Linked DNA regions of Pan troglodytes: region 1 is linked to region 2. Evidence: chromatin contacts called from public HiChIP or PLAC-seq data. All regions are on one chromosome and are shown on one strand. Each heading gives the region's core, a stretch centred on a gene start, on an enhancer-like site or on the middle of the called end of the contact. The rest is flanking DNA. Distances are from core to core; before and after follow the strand shown. Region 1 holds the start of PTCH1 (patched 1). Region 2 holds the start of ERCC6L2 (ERCC excision repair 6 like 2).

Region 1 (6,893 bases), core at 3,958-6,457, 350 kb after region 2:
AAGAAACCGGCCTCAGTCAACAGCTGGTAACACATCCTTTCCACCTCACAAACACAAGGAATGCCACTGTCTGGATATATGTGAGAACGATCTTCAGAGCCACCAACTGATCCCGCAGATGGCTGGCTGGGTGTCCCCCAGGGCACAGCCTAATGAAAGGACTGTTGGAGGCTCAGCTTCTCCCACATGGCTCAAACTTGCTCCCTTTTTAGGAGTCTGCTTTACACAACTTCTTTCACAAATGGAGTGGATATAAACTTTGACTCACCCCTCCAAATTTTCAATCACGTAACATAATTCAGTTCTGCACCTTCTGCCACCAATCTCAATGGAAACAAGTGATGAATGCCTAGTTGCAACAATGCAGAATGTGTAAGCAGCAACTTTCATCAGATGGAGGCTGTCATTCATATTCACGACATTTAATCTCTTTATTCAGGGCCTCTTAGGTCCAGGTAGATCCTCATGATAAATTTTGGGAACCTACTTGATCGCAGTGGGCTATGTCTCCCGGCACTGACCCATCACCCTCACCACCAGCCACCCTGGCCACACCTGCCTCCCACAGTTGACCAGGCCCCTTGGCATTTCATTTTCTCAGCACGTTCTTCGTTTACAAGGCTGCCCCTGCAGGTCTTCTACATATGGGAAGGTCATCACTGGATGAATAGGAGTCAGTTTGTATGTGTACCTCTGTTGGAGGAAGAGCAACTTGAGTAAGTATTGTTTTTTGAGGTGAGAGTTCCACAGGTATCTATCTCTCTGTTTCTTCTTGTCCTGAAATTATCATCTGATTTTTCGAACACCTCCAACTGCCTTCCTACTCCTCAGCAATGGGGTCCGACAAAGCCTGTATTCCATAGTATTCCAGGTTTTACTCCACCCCCTCTGTTTCCAAGCTGTATGTTCTGGTGTTTCTATTCATACAACATCATCGCCTTTTCTGTTTTGCAATCCTATTTTCTTTCTTTTTGTTGTTTGTATTTAAACAATTCCTTTGTTTCAACTCAAGTTATCTTCAATTGTTCATTGGGTCTAATTCTATGTTGTAACAAACACCTTTAAATATTTCTTACCTCTCCAGTCCCCAAAGCCCTAATTCTGAGAGTTGATTTGGCTTGTGAATATCCTCCCACAAGGAAGAGGCCAGGATAGGGAGTGAGGGGGGGCAGTCATTTTAGAATTGAAATCCCCACATTGAGCAAGAGTACTTTTATGAAAGCTTGTGAGGATCTGTCTGATCCAGAATCAAAGACTGACCACGCCTAAGGTGTGGCCAGTGTGGTATGGCCACTGACCATGTGCAAGAGCAGCATTCATCTTGAGGTGGAGAGCTCCTTAAATGTGGGCAAATGTTTCTTCTGAACCCTCAATTACTCATTTGAAAGCCTTCCAATTGCTGGAGGTTACCGTGAGGGAGGAGATGAATGGAAACTCTTAGGCACCCATTTTTATTGGGAGCCAGAGAAGAGGGGAGCTTAAAATGAAGAATGTGTGAACACATGTATGCATGTGCAAGTGTGTGTATAAGTGTGTATGTTGATGGTACAAGAGTAACACTGGGCCAGGCACGGTGGCTCAGACCTGTAATTCCAGCACTTTGGAAGGCCAAGGTGGGCGGATCACAAGGTCAGGAGATCAAGACCATCCTGGCCAACATGGTGAAACCTCATCTCTACTAAAAATACAAAAATTAGCTGGTGTGGCGGTGTGTGCCTGTAATCCCAGTTACTCGAGAGGCTGAGAATTGCTTGAACCCGGGAGGTGAAGGTTGCAGTGAGCCAAGATTGTGCCACTGCACTCCAGCCTGGTGACAGAGCGAGACTCCATCTCAAAAAACAAAAACAAAAACAAAGAGTAACACTGTATCTCCAGTAGCAACAATATTCAGAAAGACAACCTCGCCTATGCATACTCATTGTGGTCTGTTTTCAGTCGGTTTCAGGCCTGTTTCAAAAGTCCTATTGTCCTGTCTTCCAATGCCCCCTAAATCTCCATCTGGCCCTGCCCTGAAATCTTCAACTTTGGAATTATTCTTCTGTGTATGGCTCTAAAAGTCCAAGTTAACCAGCAAAAGTATTGTCTAGTAGCCTCATCAGCCATTAATACCTTGATGCCAATTGGCTTATCAGACTGGGAAGACTTGGAGCTGAGTGTTGTCTGGTAGCCTTGTGTGCCATTAACACCTCCATGCCAATTGACTTAGATTGGGCAGCACTGGAGCTGGTTTTTGGGAAGTGGGGAGACATAAGCAACTTTAGAAGTGTGGAGGCAGCTGTTTGATGAGAGAGGGCCCACCCTGGTGGGAGTCTCAGAGAACCACTAGAAGGTAACACATAAGGGTGTTGAGTCCCTGACCCCCAACCAGAACCTATATCATTGACTTAATGCTTCTAGCATCTGAGAGTGGAGAGAAGAGAGGCACAGCACTGACATAATCTGCGAAGATTGATTTCAAAGGAAGGAAAAGACAGACAGGTTGCTTTTGGGAGACGTTACATGGAAAATGTTTATTTAGAAACAGAATGCTTGTTCCCTGGTGCTGCAAAGAAACAGCACTCGAACATAAATTTAATTCTCTCAGCAAGGCCATTATTACTTTCTGCAGAAAGGGTGCTCATTGGAGATGAAACAATGTGACAGCACACCTGAACAAAGGAGGGAAGCAATTTTTATCCCTTACATAGTTTGTCCCTGAGACTGTGTCCTGTCTCCATTGGCTGGAGCCAGACCTCACAATCTAAACTAAAACCAGATTGGCTAACAGTTTAAAACTTTTCTAAATAGGTAAAAGTAATGGAAAGACAAAGGAAAACAGGAAGTTGCTTGTGCCATACAGGGAAGGGCCATAGGCTGCCAGCTGGAACTTGCCTGTGAGCATGTCCAGCATAAATATCTTGGTTACGGTACAAGGACATAGAATGTACTATGTGCCTGTGAGCATGTTTAACAGCTACATACGACAGGGCTTAACAAAGAGTTATTAGCACAAAGCAAGGAGGCTTGAAGGAAGTTAGTTTTTAAAAGAAACTATTATTTTTAACACTTATGATTTATTCTTTAACAAGAAGGGAAGGGGAAACTTTGAAGAGGAACTTTTTACATTCTACAAGAGAGAACATTTCAAGCGGCTTCCCTCCTTCCTATACTTGTACGTTTTAACACCAGATTTTCTACTCCCTGCCTCATTATGCCACTCCTGCCCAACTCTAAGTACTTACACTCTTGTACAAAACAAACTTGTCTTTGCTCCCAATTGTAAAGCCTTGGACTAAGATAAGACTCATATGAACACATTCAGTCCTAACTAAGGGACAGCGTAGACCACCAGGACCACAAAGACTGGGTAGTTCTGTCGTCCTCCTGTCTGCACACTCAACAAAGGCGATTTCCTAGAAGCCCAGGTAGCTTTAGGGCTCCTCCCTGCCCAGGCCACTTCAAGGCCCTGTACTTAATTTTGTGTTTGCAGTTTTGAGTTGCTAAAGAAGCTCCCCCCTCCCCCTTCACTCTGAAAGCTGCCTAAGTCCTAGGCCACACAAAACTAGTGTCCACTCTTGAGTATCAGCCTTGGCCACCACTCAGCAGGAGCATGTAGCCAAGTGTGCTTCCATGAGGGTCTTCATTTTAACTAGAAAAAGCAAACTCCTCAAGTTCTGCTGGAATTTTCCTAGCAACTGTATATTGTGGGCCATTTAAATGCCCTTTGTCAGCTGTTTCTCTTTTTTCTTATCCCCCTTTCTCCCTCATATTCTAGACCCCTCTATTTGGAGATTATGTATACCTTCCTGTTCGTAACCCCACTCACATTTATAGATAAACAGGGCCCTTTGATATGACACCAAAAGACAGGGGGAAGTGTTTCGAAGGGAAATGTTGGGTTTTTCGTTGTTGTTGTTGTTACAACTATTGTGACTTTTAGAATCCATGGTCAGCCAATATGCATTTGAGTCCATTTTTGACTGAAGTCACTGGTATGAAAATGACCTTCTGGACCAGCCAAATTCACAGGGCTGCCCCCCTTCTAATGCTTAATTACTTAACGTGTCTCAAACACATACATTCTGGAAACTCAAATGACTCTGCTCAAGAATGGCTATGTCATCTTTGTGGGAGGGAGATCCCAAAACTCCTAGGATGATTATTATTATTTAATAACACATGGGGCACCTCTTCTACCCCCGCCCCGCCCCCCCCCCCCCCCCCCCCGCCCCCAACACACACACACCTAATCACACTGTCAGCCCAGAATGAAGTGAGAAGAGTCTGGCTTTATTTCAAGACCAGCTAGTCAGCTCTTCAGAGCTGCAGTAAATGTTCTCACTCCCTCTACCCTGCCCTTGTATCTGTAATTCATCTTTATTCATAATGTGGCCCATTTAAAGACGCAGCGTGTGAAACACCGTCTACCAGCGGCGGGGTTGAGCAGATAAAATGTCAGACATTGTAGCGGGGGCGCTCCCGAATAGAACGCTTCAGTCTTGAGCGAGAGCAGGGTTATCAGCGCGACCCACCAGCTCCTAGGTTTAGGCCAGTCACCCAAGGCCGCCTGGCACAGGACGGCACAGTAGGTGGGAGCATTTGGGTGGCATACCCCAGAAACCACAGGAATCAGAAGAGAAAGGGAGCAAATGTCAATCCGTGATTCTTCGGACCAGCTACCAATCTTGGTTTCCAAGGGACGCCACCTTGGTCTCTTTCAGAAGAAACGGCTTCCGAGGGACCGACAGGAATCCGCACACATCTCGTGCTGAAATTTCCCCGGGAAGGCGCTGTGATCTGTCCGGTTTTCCTGCTCCCCGCCTCCCTGGCGGCCCGTAGGCCTGTCATCTAGAAGGCTCCCAGCTTTTCCGCGCTTCCGTGGGAATGCGAGAAGGAAAGCCTTTGAGAATGCAAGCATGAAAGGTGGTGTTCTTCTGCAGTCCTCTGGGAACCCCCCACTTCCCGGAGCGCTGAGGATGCTAAAAGGAGCTTCCTTGCTTCCCCACACCTCCCCCGACCGGCATTGGGACAAGATGGCCAAATGTTAGCAAATAATGTTTGCGGGGGCGGGGGAGCCGAGCACAAGGTGGAGAAGCCGCGGGAGCGCGCGGAGACCCCCAGCCCGGCGGCCCCCAGCAAACACGGCCGCGGGGGGCGGGGAGAGGGTGGCTAGGTTCGCGGGAGCTCGCCGGGCAGGGCGCCTCCCAGGAAGGCGGGGAGGGGAGCGCCTGTTTACCCAGGAGGGCTGTGCTGATAGCACGTTCCTCGAGTTTACTTTGCTTTCCTTGAGTTTATTGTAAAGGGGTAAAGTTTTCGGATCCGTCACGTGACCCTGACAGGTCCTGCCTATGGCGCGGCAGACCACCCACGCCGAGGGCCATGGAACTGCTTAATAGAAACAGGCTTGTAATTGTGAGTCCGCGCTGCACTCCGCCGAAAGCCTCCGGCGGCCCAGCGCGCCGGGGTTTTTACACTTTCCGTTCCTTTTGTAAAGACGGAGGAGGAGAAGAAGAAGAAAACGGAGGAGAAGAAAAAGACGACAGGGGAGACAAAGAGACCCGCAGCGACAAGGCAAGGGGGAGACGAGGGAAGACTGGGAGAAGACGGAGGAGCGGAGGACGAGGAAAGGGGGGCCAGGGAAAAAAAAGGAATTGATGTGAAATCCAAGCCCAGCGTCCGCGCCATCGGCACCCGCGCTCCGAGCAGGGGTTGACGGCCGGCTATGGTGAGTGCAGCCAGCGCGGCGGCCGCCGACGCCACCTCGCCCTCGCGCGCCGTGCTCCTCGGGCGGCGCGGGGACACGGGGACGCGGGACGCCCCGCGCGGCGGACGGAGGAGCGAGCCCCGAGCGCCGGGCAGGAGGGGCGGGCCGCGCGCAGGGGCCGTGGGGCCGGGTGGGCTGCGCCGCCTGGGCGCGGGAGCGCGGGTCCCGCGCCTCCACGCTCGCTCGCACGCCCGGGCCCCCGCCCCCGAGGCCAGCCCCGCGTGGCGGGGAGGGGGCTGGCCGCGGCGGGCCCCGGCTGAGGAACGGCTCCGGGGGGAATTCTCACGGAGGGGGTCGCCGGAGCTCCCATTTTCACGCCTGAAAGGGTCGCCACCTTGGCTTCCGCTCATCAGCCTGGTGGTGGCTACTGACTCGCCAGCGGAGGCAGAGCTGGTGATGGAAGGGCTGGTGCGGAGAGTGACAGCGCCGAGGGGAGGGGGCTCAGAGCGCGCGCGCGGAAGCCGCTGCCGCCAGCTCGCGGGAGCAGCCGCAGCCGCAGGGAAGGGCACGCTCGCGCCCCGCAGACCCGCTCTCGAGCCCGCACGCACGCCTAGGGGTGCGGGACACCCGGGCTAGAAGAGACGCACCTTACCCACCTCCCCTCCCATGCTGCGGGAAAAGGGCCAGAGAGGCTTTTGGAGTTCTGGAAGGGGCGGTGGGTAAGAGAGGTGGTGTGTGTGACTCTTATGCCCACCGATTCAGGCGCTTGGGTGGCTGCCACCCTTACAGAGATGGGCGACCAGCCCAGTGCTTAGAGTGCAGAGTGCGGCCTCAGGGGAGCCCGGGGGCGGGCCGGACCGATTCTCACTTTACAGGCCCGGGCCCAGCGCTGAACCCCAAGACCCCCAGAAACTGTGCCTCTGGGTGACATGCGCTGTGTCTCCACGTATTTAGTACGTTCATGTTTAAAATGATGCTAGCGTGTGGATGAGCACACTCTCAGGGAAACTGATCTGTTTCCATCACCTAAGAAGAACCATATGGGTGGGTGGCTGTGGAAGACACCCACAGACCTGTTTTCCTGCACCTGGGAGAGAAGACCGTCTTCCTCCCTTTTTATCCTTTCTTCCTCCCTGGGGAGGAGAAATACAAAAGAACTAGACATAAATAATAAAGAGCCACAATGGGTGGCTCTAAATATTTGATAATT
Region 2 (7,567 bases), core at 3,848-6,347:
ATTCAACTACAGTGATGTCACAGCTTTTCCTCTTCCGGGTTTTGAATATTTACTTTAAGAGATGAATTCTAAGATCTCTTTCTGCAAAGATCCTATTACACTTTAAAGAGTATTACCTCTCTCTTTATGAACTTATTCTGTGACTAACCGTACAGCTATTTTATTTTCCCAGAAAATATACCACTATGAATGAGGAGGGAGTCCACAGAGTATACTATTGGTACAATTAAAAAGTATCAAATAAAGAAAACTAAGTAAAAATAATTTTCCAAATGGAATTTCTTATGGCAAGAATCCAAAAATAATTCTATGGCTACAAACATAAGAACACTAGGAATTATTTTTCTTATACATTTCTCACTGAGATCAGATAACCACTGGTAGTTTCCTAGGGTCTTCCTGATGACCTCCAGTTAGATATTTATAACTACAACATGACATGTTTATACTACCTAAAGCAAGAATAGCTCATTATATTCCTCATCCATCAGTTGTTCCTCAAAAGTAAAGCCACTAACTTTGATGAGGTTATTTTACCATAACAATAATGAGTACAGAGGGAAAAACCTTCTCTCCCACTCTACTCTCTGGACCCAAACTGTTGACAACTGTTACAAAATTCTAAAAGAGTGTTTTAATGTCAAACTAAAGCCTCAATCCACTGTACAAGTAAAACAACATATAGGTCAATGGGCCCAATTTTCATAACAGTACTATTTGCACCTTAAAACCTAAAGCAACCCTTACAGCAATTCTTAACACATTACTTATATTTCCCATTATGTGTCTGCCTACCCTATCATTTTTTAAGACTTATTTTATTATCTATTATTCAACATATGTGATTTAAGCACAAATTATTCACCAAATATTATACCACACAATGGGTATAAAATGAAGAAAACTAATGTCAAAAATGATGGTGACTAATAGTCTTCCTGCATCTTATTAACTAGCATCATCTCAGAGAAATGCAAATCAAAGCCACAATGAGATACCATCTCACACCAGTTAGAATGGCAATCATTAAAAAGTCAGGAAACAACAGGTGCTGGAGAGGATGTGGAGAAATAGGAACACTTTTACACTGTTGGTGGGACTGTAAACTAGTTCAACCATTGTGGAAGTCAGTGTGGCAATTCCTCAGGGATCTAGAACTAGAAATACCATTTGACCCAGCCATCCCATTACTGGGTATATACCCAAAGGACTATAAATCATGCTGCTATAAAGACACATGCACACATATGTTTATTGCGGCACTATTCACAATAGCAAAGACTTGGAACCAACCCAAATGTCCAACAATGATAGACTGGATTAAGAAAATGTGGCACATATACACCATGGAATACTATGCAGCCATTAAAAATGATGAGTTCATGTCCTTTGTAGGGACATGGATGAAATTGGAAATCATCATTCTCAGTAAACTATCGCAAGAACAAAAAACCAAACACCGCAGATTCTCACTCATAGGTGGGAATTGAACAATGAGAACACATGGACACAGGAAGGGGAACATCACACTCTGGGGACTGTTGTGGGGTGGGGGGAAGAGGGGAGGCATAGCTTTAGGAGATATACCTAATGCTAAATGACGAGTTAATGGGTGCAGCACACCAGCATGGCACATGTATACATATGTAACTAACCTGCACATTGTGCACACGTACCCTAAAACTTAAATAAAAAAAAAAAGCTGGCATTTAAAAAAAAACAAAAAACTGGCATCATCATCTAACCAACTTTTCAAGGTAGAAAACCATTAGTCAGCCCTTAAACCTCATTTAATATTACTCCTTACATCCAATCCATCAGAATATCCTGGTTCTACTTCAAAAATGAATCACTTTCCTCCATGCCACTATCTCTCTAAAGCAAAGGCTGGCAAACATTTTCTTTAGAGTCAGTTATTAGCTATTTGTTACTTTAGATTTTGTAGGCCATACAGTCTCTTGCCCTTGTAATGCAAAAGCAACCAGACAATACATAAACAAATGGGCACAGTTGTGTTCCAATAAAACTTTATTTACAAAAAAAAGTGTCAGACCAGTTTTAGCCCACAGGCAGTAGTTTGCAGACCTCTGTCTTAAAGCATGCCACCATCAACTTTCCCTAAATTATGCCTAACCAGTCTCTCTGCTCCCAGTCCACCTATTTAGCATAGGGTACCCATTATTCTCTATCTCATCATTTTATTGCCTCTGTAGCACTTATCATAACATTTAATTATCATGTCCACTTGTTTTTTGTCTTTTCCTTCCAGTAGAGAGTAATTTCCTTTCCAAGAATAAGTTTGTACTGTTATAAATTTTATCCCCAGGACCAACACAGAGTCACACAGCAGACATTCAATGAACATGCGAATTTATTACACATTCTTTTTTTTTTCAGACAAGAGTGTCTCTGTCGCCCAGTCTGGAGTGTCATGGCACAATTATAGCTCACTGTAAACTCCAACTCCTGAGCTCAGCCATCCTCCCGCCTCAGCCTCCTGAGTAGCTGGGACTACAGGTGTGCACCACCATGCCTGGCTAAATTTTTTATTTTTAGTAGAGACAGGGTCTCGCTTATGTTGTCCAGGCTGGCCTCAAACTATCCTCCCGCCTCAGCTTCCCCAAAGTACTGGGATTACAGGTGTGAGCCATGCGCCTGGCCTATTACAAATTATCAATCTCATAAATCCTTTATATCTTGCGAGAAAACTAAAAAGTACACAAACATATACATAACTGTAAAAAGTGCATTGGAAGAAGAGTGCTATGAGAAGGGAGTATTGAGAAATGTAATTTAAAAGGGAAAGGGGTCTAAGAACTGTATCTCAGATAAGTGTACAGCATGTGCAAAAAAAAAAAAAAAAAAGCCTTAAGGGAATCACACAATTTATTGGAGTATTTTGGGTTTGAGTTCGGATAATTTCTAGGACGAAATAAATTCAGTTGAGTTAGAAATGGAATCTCTCAGTATCCAAACTACAGAACAACTGCTTAAATTGTTAAGATTTCCTGTTGGATTTAACAGGGAAATGGGTTAAGTCTCCTATAATTTAATGAGTCGAAATCATTTGTTTTGGTTTAAACTAATTACCAACTCAACTCATTCTGGTGATAGGGTCTCTCTCTCCCTCTTTCACTCCAAAGGCCTCCTCAAGCATTCCTCAAGGGTGTTCCCACCTCGGGGCCCTGGAGCTTTCTGCTCCTTCCACCAATTTCCCTAAATACCAAGAGTGACTAGATTTATCAAAAGGAATGAGCCTCCCAGTCACAATATCCACTCGGCAGCTTCATCTATTTTTAGCTGCCAGTCTCCTATAGGTATTTATATGTTTGGTCCCTGAATTACAGCGTCATCAATTCCTAGACCTCAGAATTCAGGCTTGTAACTTGCCCTCTCTGAGCTTTATCTCTGAATTCATCTATTTAATGAGATCGATATCTTCCTCAAAGGAAAGCAAGTAAACAATCAGCATATTGCTGGGCTCAGGAAAATCACTCAATACCTGGTAGCTTTTGTTATACAGCACAATTATTAATGAAAACTACTCATTTGGGTGCCAGAAGGCATCCCAGGTGACTTGTGGTAGATAATCACACCTTCTTTAAACCTCCTATTTAAGGCAGAATATAATGCCCTGACTCAATAGGCAATAAAACTCAATTGAACTAAATATCTCAACCTTCATTTATCTACTTACAACAAACTTCTGCCATTCACTAACAACTGGGGCATACAAGAATAAATAATGAAAATAACATTTACTGAGTGCTTAATATGGGCCAGACGCGGGGTCACATAAATACTTTGCGTATTCCCCACGTCATTTAATAATCGCAAAAACCTAGTAACGAACCCAGTTTTACAGATGAGGAGCCTGCCCAAAGTTGCTCAGCAAGTAACTGTCAGAGGCAGCTCTAGATCCCAGGGGCTGACTCCCGAGTCTACGTTCTCAACACTGAATCGGAGATTTGGTTCCAGGCCTGGAGGGGTTCACAATCTGCAGCTGTCACTGAAGAGGATCTACAGGGCAAAACCCCAACCCGAAGGGCACCGGCACGAACTGGTCCAACGCGACGCAGTACACAGGCCTCTGCGTAAGGGGCGAGCGCGGAGCTGGTACCTTTGCCAGAGGTTTCCGCGCGGGGCTGTGGCGCCGACGGATCCATCCGGCCAGGGGGAGGGGCCGAGCCCGGCTGCACGTAACACCCGGAAGGCGGCGGAGGACAGCAAGGTGGCTGGCCGGCAGGCCAATGGCGGCCAACGCTACTTCCGGCCGCCCTCCGAGCATCGCTCTTCGGCAACCCGAAGCCACAGGATGGAGGAGGGGGATCCCAGCAAAGGTAGCGACTAAGGGGACCCAAGCAGAACGGGAGGGCGACGTCCGGAGCGGCGGCAGAGCCAGGGGACGCTGTGTGAGGCTGGCAAAGCGGTGTTCACCTAGTTCTCTCGGGCTCCGCCGCCGCGGGAGGAGGACAGGAGGCCGGCAAGGCGACCCCCGAATCTTCCTAGGCTCTGACCTCCGTCTCCTAACCCCCGCAACTTCCAACCCGGTCTTGGAAAATCCCGCGAGAACGGGCTCCCGAATTGTCATTGGGATCTCGCGAGAACGAAATCTTCCTTTCTGTGGGCGGAGCAATCTTCCCGATGTCTCTCCCCTCTGAGGCCTGTAGCAGGAAGGGCCGCGGGAGTTGCGAGTGTCGCGAGGTTTGAGGTCGCTCGGTGGGCCGGGCGCTGTGCGAAGCTAGAAATAACTGGGGGCATTGAGAATGCGGTGGCTGTAAAGGGCCGCTGAGGCGGTGGAGGCCTGGCAGAGGGCGGCCCCGCGGTCGCGGCTTCTGGCTTCTCTGTGGAGCTTGGTTCTTCCGTGGTGGTGCAGCACCCCAGGAACTTCAGGAACCAGTGCTTCCTTGGAGAGCTCCCCGGGACAGCCACGGGGGCCAAGTGAAACTAGCGCGTTTTCTTGGATCCTACACTTTATAGTGAATCATAAATACTTTAAATACAAAGCCAACATTTGCTGCAAATAAACGTAAAAATACTGTTAAAGTGTAAAGTGTTTTCCTCCGTACCGTCTGACGTTTCTGGCGGTTCGTTGAACGCGGGAGAACGCTGAGCCGTCTGCACTGAGCCCGGGAGCATCTTCAGGGCAGCGCCGCCCACGCGCGAGGTGAATGAAGGACACGGCCTCTTGACACTCCCAGGCAGCACAGATAGACGGATCCGTAAGTGGCTCCCGCGCATGTTAAAATTTGTATACTGTAAGGTATTTCATGGATTGAGTGAAATACCTGACAGGGCCTGTATCCGTTCCCTATTGCCACAATAACCAATAACCACAAACTTTGTAGCTTGAAACAGCACAAATGTATCATCTGACAGACAATGCATTTATTATCTCACGGTTCTGTAGATCAGAAGTGCTACCTGGGTGTCACCCGGGCTGCACTCTTTTCTGGTGACTCCACAGGACAATCCTTAGCTTGCCTTTGCCAGCTTCTGTCCACATTCCTTGGCTTTGGTCCCTTCCTCCATCTTCAAAGCCAGTGATATGCCATCTCTCTGAACCTTCCGTCCTCAAGTCTACCGCTGATTGCAGCTGGAAAAGATTCTGAGGGCTCACCTGAGTAATCCAGGATCATCTTCCCATTTCCAGGTCTCTGCCCTTGATCACATCAGCAGAATCCTTTTGCCATGTAAGCTAATATATTCACGAATTCCGGAGATTAGGAGATAAACATCTTTGGGGGATCATTATTCTGCCTACGTAGTGTCTTAAGAAAACAATATGGCTGTTTGCAAATAGATCTCAATTCTATGGCAGATACTAAAACCTAGTAGTATGTGTTCATAAAATGCTTCATTTAAAATATCACTTGTTTGCTTACCGGCAGGCAATAACTTTAAGCCTAAATGAAACATCTAACTCAGCCATCTATGTGTGAGTTGTTGGCCAGATCACTTCTCCGTGTTTTATTGTACTCACCTATCACCATTACAGTGAAGCTAATAATAGTAAACTACCTAAAAATGGTAATTGTAAAAAATTAGATAATTAAGTAAAACTCCTAAAACAGTGGCTGGTCATAGTAAGGAATATATGTGTTGTTATTACTATTATTATCAATGGAATGCATCCACTTGAAAGTTGCATTCTACATAGCCATTATGTCAGTTTAATATTTTGGCTAATAGGCCGGGCGCGGTGGCTCATGCCTGTAATCCCAGCACTCTGGGAGGCCAAGGTGAGCGGATCATGAGGTCAAGAGATCGAGACCATCCTGGCCAATATGGTGAAACCCCGTCTCTAATAAAAATACAAAAATTAGCTGGGCGTAGTGGCACATGCCTGTAGTCCCAGCTACTCAGGAGGCTGAGGCAGGAGAATCGCTTGAACCCGGGAGGTCTATAGAGGTTGCAGTGAGCCGAGTTCGCGCCACCGCACTCTAATCTGGCGACACAGCGAAAAACACTACTAATTATAATTGTAATTCTTGATTCTGACATGCACCCTGATATTGGAAATCTTAAAATCTAGAAAAATCTGCTGCTTGTTTTTGATGGATTATATCTCTTTTCACATTGTCTCTAAAATCAAAATGGCAAATTGAAATTTTAATCAAGCTTCTTTTTTTCCCCTACAACTACCAGGGAAGAAGTTTGATTTTTTTTCCCCTCTCTGAAATGACTAGTTGTGTAATTTTGTCTTATTTTTCCAGAGGTCCATTGAGTTAAGATGTAGCTCTTGACAGAGCTGACCTCTTAATAGAAGTGATAAGCAAATTCAGAAATAAATTTTGATTTAAATGGAAGGTATCATCTGGTTGAAGGAATACCCTTGTGACTAACAAAAGAGGAGGATACCTCATTTTCTGAGTGTTTATTATTTAACCTCACTGCTGTACTTACAGTGTATACTGAAGCAGAAATAATCATGACATGAAAATATGTCCTAGTGAACTAGTTGCCTCATAAAGTTAGACATTCTCAAATATTCCTTCCCCCAGTAGCTTTTGTCTTTGCATTGACATCCTTGTCTAGGTGCTGATATTGTGAACATCTAACGCTGTCAGACCAGTCACTTCAAAGTTAAACTGAATATCTTGTAAAATATTAAGGAATTCCTGTAGTTAATATGTGTGATGTTGGATAAATCACATGAATGAACTGACTCACATACAAAACTTTTGGCAAAGGAGGATCTAGCAAAAATTAAGCCAATTAAAACTACAAAAGAGAAAAAAATAACACAGATGGTGATAACACAGGCATTTCAAAAGAGGCTCATGGAAGGATGATTAAACCCACCAATAATTTGCCAAAAAATAGTCTCTCTTTATCTTCACACTGCAAAAGTCAAATATATATCTGTATGTGGTTGACAGATCTCCAGAATTGTGAGTTAATCTAGCAAAAAGGCTCCAGAAAAAAATAGATATGAAACTCTAAGACAACACAAGAAATTAAGTCTTTCGAGTTTTAGGTGATTTTAGGTTGCAGCATTTCTCCCTTCATACGTCGTTCCAGCCAATAAGGAAGCAAAGATGAGTGAAGGCAAGAGAAAGGAGAT

What was found. HiChIP or PLAC-seq counts read pairs in DNA pulled down with a chosen protein or histone mark.
Region 1: a contact with region 2 is called in an H3K4me3 HiChIP or PLAC-seq map of stem cell-derived excitatory neurons, with 5 times the contacts expected there. The contact joins the promoter of PTCH1 here to the promoter of ERCC6L2 in region 2. A contact is called at or near these places in 1 of 7 Hi-C or Micro-C datasets (stem cell-derived neural progenitor cells), 1 of 1 datasets of contacts at active chromatin or transcription factors (stem cell-derived excitatory neurons) and 1 of 1 other capture datasets (stem cell-derived neural stem cells).

The regions. Positions count from the first base shown.
Region 1 is chr11:42,982,989-42,989,881 of NHGRI_mPanTro3-v2.0_pri, forward strand. It overlaps PTCH1 (patched 1), which reads left to right and starts at 5,208. Exons shown (of 24, transcript XM_016961227.4): 1 at 5,208-5,704. The coding sequence starts at 5,702.
Region 2 is chr11:42,630,943-42,638,509 of NHGRI_mPanTro3-v2.0_pri, forward strand. It overlaps ERCC6L2 (ERCC excision repair 6 like 2), which reads right to left and starts at 5,098. Exons shown (of 19, transcript XM_054658300.2): 1 at 4,121-5,098. The coding sequence starts at 4,166. LOC107976725 reads left to right here and starts at 3,866. Exons shown (of 3, transcript XM_063787654.1): 1 at 3,866-4,340. The coding sequence starts at 3,866.